Regions from separate parts of the Ovis aries genome. Here region 1 is linked to region 2. Evidence: chromatin contacts called from public Hi-C data. All regions are on one chromosome and are shown on one strand. Each heading gives the region's core, a stretch centred on a gene start, on an enhancer-like site or on the middle of the called end of the contact. The rest is flanking DNA. Distances are from core to core; before and after follow the strand shown. Region 1 holds the start of CAPZB (capping actin protein of muscle Z-line subunit beta). Region 2 overlaps NBL1 (NBL1, DAN family BMP antagonist).

What was found. Hi-C and Micro-C count contacts between places; a contact is called where the count stands out from the background.
Region 1: a contact with region 2 is called in a Hi-C map of skin fibroblasts, with 2.2 times the contacts expected there. The contact joins the promoter of CAPZB here to the enhancer-like site in region 2. A contact is called at or near these places in 3 of 16 Hi-C or Micro-C datasets (hypothalamus, skin fibroblasts and tail adipose tissue).

Annotation. Positions count from the first base shown.
Region 1 is chr2:246,876,762-246,879,461 of ARS-UI_Ramb_v3.0, forward strand. CAPZB (capping actin protein of muscle Z-line subunit beta) reads left to right here and starts at 1,399. Exons shown (of 9, transcript XM_027965602.3): 1 at 1,399-2,700.
Region 2 is chr2:246,766,359-246,769,135 of ARS-UI_Ramb_v3.0, forward strand. It overlaps NBL1 (NBL1, DAN family BMP antagonist), which reads right to left. Exons shown (of 5, transcript XM_060411486.1): 2 at 331-2,777. Among named protein-coding and RNA genes, the nearest start is that of NBL1, 5.5 kb to the right of the region's middle. Within about 2 kb of position 1,398, at least 5 of the 54 cell types and tissues checked have an H3K27ac peak or open chromatin away from gene starts, as enhancers often do.

The DNA.
Region 1 (2,700 bases), core at 149-2,648, 110 kb after region 2:
CAGAGTCTTAACCACTGAGCTGCCAGGGACGTCCCTGTAAAATTATAATCAGTTTTAGAAAGTTGAGTTTCTAGTAGTGTTTCTAATCTGAGTACCTCTCAATTGCAAGAAATATCCTGATTTATGCTAATGAGTCTCATGGCCCATCCCACCTGATTGAACCAGAATCCCCATCAACTTAGATGCTGGGAGGCAGAGGAATCCTAAAGCTTAGAAATGGGGGCGGGGGGAACACCGAGGGAAGCGGCAGAATGGGTGGGAAGGTGAGGGCCGAGGAGGATTTGCCTTTCACCTACTAACGAACTAGGCTTCCCTGATAGCACAGCTGGTAAAAAGTCCACCTGCAACGCGGGAGACCCGGGTTCGATCGGTGGGTTGGGAAGATCCCCTGGAGAAGAGACAGGTTACCCACTCCAGGATTCTGGCCTGGAGAATTCCATGGACTGCATAGTCCACGGGGTTGCAAAGAATCGGACACGACTGAGCGACTTTCGCTTCCTAACCAACTGCACAAACTTCCCCTTTGGCTTGCTTCTCTCCACAGCTCTCCTTTTCCCACAGCGGTGGGTGGGGTGGCGCACTGAGAACGAGGAATGGCAAACGGAGGCGGAGGAGCAGAGAGGAGGGCGCGCAGGAGGCGACGCTGCCAGAGCCGGCTGCCCTGCGGCCACAGGCGAGGCGCTGTGCGCGGGGTTCTGTCCCTCTGGGGTGCTCTGGTCCTGCCTGAGCCTGTGTGAGCAAACTCCTAAGACCCTGTGAGCTGGGTTTTCCTTGTGGGTTAAAACAGGGATGATAGTAATAAAGTCCACATGAAATTGAGAAGCTCCAGTAATAAAGAAACCGCAGTGCTCAGCCTTCAAGCGTGAAGCGCCAGGTCCCGGGGGGTGGGGCGGGGCGGTTCACACCCATTCCCTTTTCCAGTGGACAAATGGTCCCCGAAGGCCGGCAACGTTATGTCCACTTTACAAGGAGTAAACCAGACCCCTGAGAGATGAGGGTTCGTGCTCAGCCCAGCGCACCTCCCTGCTTTGCACTCCGTAAAGCTCTGGATGGTCGTAATCTGTCGTGCTGACCCTCTGGAGTTCTTTCTTTTTTTTTTTTTGGCCATGCTGGGCAGCACGTGGGATCTTCTTTTCCCGACTGACTGAGGGAAGTTGAACCTACGCCCCCTGCTTTGAAAGCACAGAATCTTAACCACCAGACCGCCAGGGAAGTCCTGGGGCTCTTCTTAACGCGCTCCCTGGAGAGTTTTGCTGCAAAGGTCTTCTAGAGAGTTGCAGAGTACATTGAACAAACTGATTTGAAATATATATGTCGAGTGCCTACTGCGTGCTAGCCATCGTTATAGGGACTCAGCAGTGAACGCCATGGACAAATGGCCCTCAAAGAGCACTCCTTTTTGTGTGCAAGGCTGACCAAAACAGACAAGTAGGGACTTCCCGGCTGGTCTGGTGGTCGGGAGGGGGCAGGGTTCCATCCCTGTTCAGGGAGCTCCCACCAGCTCCATGGCACAGCCAAAAAAAAACCCACTCCACACAAACAAGTATATATTATGCCTTGTGATGCTAAGTTCTGGGAAGCAGAATAAAACAGGGAAGGGGGATTTTATATCCAATGGCCAGAGAAGGCTCTGTGATGACAGCTGTGTTCACCACTCAGATACTGAGGTCTACAAGAGCATCATCTCCATAAGAACAGAGCCCTGGGGTCTTTTTGGTCCCTGTAGCGCCGGTCCCCAGCAGAAGTTCGGCTTCTCAGGAGGTGCTGAATGAACATTGGTTGAACAAGTGAATAAACAAACAGCCATCATTTCAGAAACCTCCACATCAGGGTAGGCACGGGGTTTTGGATTCACGTGCCATCAGCTGACTCTTAGGGAGAACCTTTTGTGTGCCAGCCTCCACGACCACAGAACAGCCCTTTCCTCTGAAGATCTTCGCTAAGGATGAGGGTGGTGGCCGCGGTGTTTAGCCAGTAGGTCAGGACGGACTCTTTTGCAACCCCATGGACTGTAGCCCATCAGATTTCTCTGTCCATGGGATTTCCCGAGGCAAGAATACTGGAGTGGGTTCCATTTCCTTCTCCAGCGAATCTTCCAGATCCAGGGATCAAAACCCATGTCTCCTGCATTGGCAGGCAGGTTCTTTACCCGCTGAGCCCCGACGGAAGCCCCCCAAATACGAGTACATGCATGCTAAGTCGCTTCAGTCATGTCTGACTCTGCAACTCCATCATAACCCACCAGGCTCCTCTGTCCATGGGGATTCTCCTGGCAAGAACACTGGAGTGGGTTGCCATTTCCTTCTCCAGGGGGATCTTCCCGACCCAGGAATTGAACCCAGGTCTCTTAAGTCTCCTGCATTGGCAGGCGGGTTCTTTACCAATAGTGACACCACCTCGCAATCTAACAGCTGAGAAGAGAGCAAAGAGAACAAGGGAAGAACAAGGGGTTAAGTGCAAAGAGTAAGAGTTTCAGGGTCAGGAAGGAGTTCAGCAAGTGTATTGCCTGACTTTTTTCTTTTTTTTTTTTGATGCAAAAATAGCTAGTTCTGCTTTTTGGACTGAGGCTCGCTGAGTCAGGGGTTCAAAGAGAAGACCATGAGGGTGGGAGTGGCCGATGTCATCCACAGCAGATGGTGATGCCCCAGAGACAGGCTGTGTCCTCCACCCCCTCTGGCCCAGGAATCAAGGTCGGGGCAG
Region 2 (2,777 bases), core at 148-2,647:
TTGTTGTAAAAAGTAAGCATCACAATGTACAGAAAGCCTTAGAATAATGACTAGCACAGAGCAGGTGCCCAATAAATACAAACTATTATTATATATTCGTTTGAAGTGATCAAATTACGTTCTGCCAGGCTCAGACTGGCTAGACCAGGAATAAAGATGACTGACAGTTGATAATGAGCTCCTTTTTCTAGTCCCAGTTTCTTCCCTATTAAAGACTCAGCTTCTACCCACTCCTGAATTCCTCCAGGATTCCTGACATCGTCTTCCTTCACTTATGTCTACTGGCTCTGAGCGCCCTTAAGTGAGGATCACACAACTGAAGCCAATTACCTGGAATGCGGAATCAGGATGAAGGCGGTCCTGTTTCCTACCAGAGCAGAAGCTCCTGGAGGCCTTGGGTTCCCACTGAATTTCTTCAGTGGCCTTTTCCCTCCTTCGCCTCTTGGTCTAGCACTGAGGCCGTGTGCTCAGTGACTCTGGTCTTTGAGAAGCTCGGGTGGAGTTTCAGGAGGCTTTTCCTGTTCGGGAGTGTCTCGGTGGAGCAGAGCGATGAAGACACGGATACTGGTGCATGAAGATGCGTTGTTTTCCAGCAATTTTCAGCCTCCTTATTAGCAGGAACTCATCAGAGATACCTGTTCTCTCCCTCAGACCTCACTCTAAGAACCAACTCCCTGAGCCCAAGGATTATGCCCTTTTCATTCTAGAACCGAAGGCAATGGCAACCCACTCCAGTACTCATGCCTGGAAAATCCCATGGACAGAGGAGCCTGGTAGGCTGCAGTCCATGGGATTGCTAGGAGTCAGACACGACTGAGCAACTTCACTTTCACTTTTCACTTTCATGCGTTGGAGAAGGAAATGGCAACCCACTCCAGTGTTCTTGCCCGAAGAATCCCAGGGATGGGGGAGCCTGGTGGGCTGCCATCTATGGGGTTGCAGAGTCAGACATGACTGAAGTGACTTAGCAGCAGCAGCAGCAGCATTTTAGAACAGCCCCCTGACTACCAGTAACACCATGCACTCTGATTCAAATAGCAGCACCCCCTTTTGGATACTCCTGTTAGGTATACATTTGACCCCCAGTGTCTATAAGGTAGAGATGACCTTTTCCTCTTTATTGAAGAGGAAATTGAAGTTTTAAGAGATTGAGGAACCCCGCCCCCCGCCCCCCACCACCCCGACTCCCAGTCACATCCAGCTAAGTGGTGGAGCAGGAACTTGGACCCAGGTCTTAGACTGGGAACCCTACCGCTCTCCTCGTGTAAGCCCCGCCTCTTCCTACCCCCTGCCCTGCCTCTGTGGCGCCTGACCGCTTTAGCAGTCACCCTGACTCACACTCACCCTGCAAGAGGCTGAGGCTGCTTGGCGAGCCCTGCTTGCCCCGCTCGCCCCGCTCCTGCCCAGGTCTGTTAAGCTTGACATCACCCCTGGTGGTGTCCAAGGGGAAATGGTGCTTGCGGCACACTTAGAGTGGTGATGGCTTCCAGATGAGCTGGTGATTCTAAATTTAACATTCCTTTCGGTACTGAGAATTCCCACTTTCTCCCTCCCAGCCCTTGACATTTCTGTAATCAGAAAGCACGCAACAGGAGATGGTCTGTCTCAGCGCCACTCGGGGTGAAGGCTGCTCCAGCCCTGTTACATCCTTGTGGGGAGACTTGGCAGAGTTTATTTGGACAGGTTCAAAAATAGTCCTTCAACAATACAATCAGATTGAACCACGACAAGTAAAATGTAATTATGGCTTGGTTACATTAAAAAAAAAAGTAAACAGTGAGGTTTGGGAAAAGGAAAAGCAGAAGTAAGTACATAGATTATTTCCTTCATTCTCAATGTCTGCCTCTCCTGCAGGCAGGATTTCAAGACTGCATCCGCACATCTTTTGAAATGGGAGAGGGGATGACAATCCAGGAGACAGCTCAAGAGGGTGTGTTTCGAGGCCACTTCTCAGAACAAAGACAGACTTCTGCACAAGGCCAATGCAGCTTGATAAAGGTTCCCCCAGTGGGTCCTCAAACGCCGAAGTCATTCACATAAATGAATTCAGAATACATATTGTTCTGGGCCCAATCACACAGTGTCAAGTTTAGACCTCGTGTTTGTGTATGTTGGCAGGGCGGGCCGCTTCTGGGGCGCCGCAGCTTCGTCCTGGTGTCCTGGGCCCAGCGGGGTCCCCACCGCTCTCTCCCCAAACCCACGACTTCCCTGGTATTTGGTTCCAGGAGGGCAGGCGGGAAACAAAGCTTCACAAGCCCACAGGGGAACAGGGCCCCAGGGGACGTGGATTTCTAAGGAAACTTTAAGTGGAACAGAAGGTGAGCCTTTGCGAGCGTGCTGGGACTTTCTGCAGGCTGATCTGACGGGGGCAGGGAGACAGGACAAGATGGAGCAGTGTGCGTGAGGCCCGACTCTGCTCAGAGCCACAAGGCGGGAAGGCAAAGTGCTTTGCGGGGAGAGCAGCCAGCCAGTGCGTCCCTTGGCTGGCCTTTGCCCAGAACTATTGCCCCCTAGAGCTCAGTCTCTCAAAACACACGGGTGGTGTTTCCAAGATGCCGGGCAAAGGGATCCATGCAAATAAATGCCTAAAACCCAACAACTAATGAGACAGAGAGAGAAGTTGGACTCCAGCGTCCATTTCCTCTCCGTTTTCTCCTGGCATATCTGGAGAATTAGTGGGCGTGTTTTCTCTTTTTGTCTTTTTTGGAAAGGGGATCTGTTATTCTTTCTGCCTGAATAAAGAGGGGAAGATTGGGGGGACAGGGGAAATAGTAACT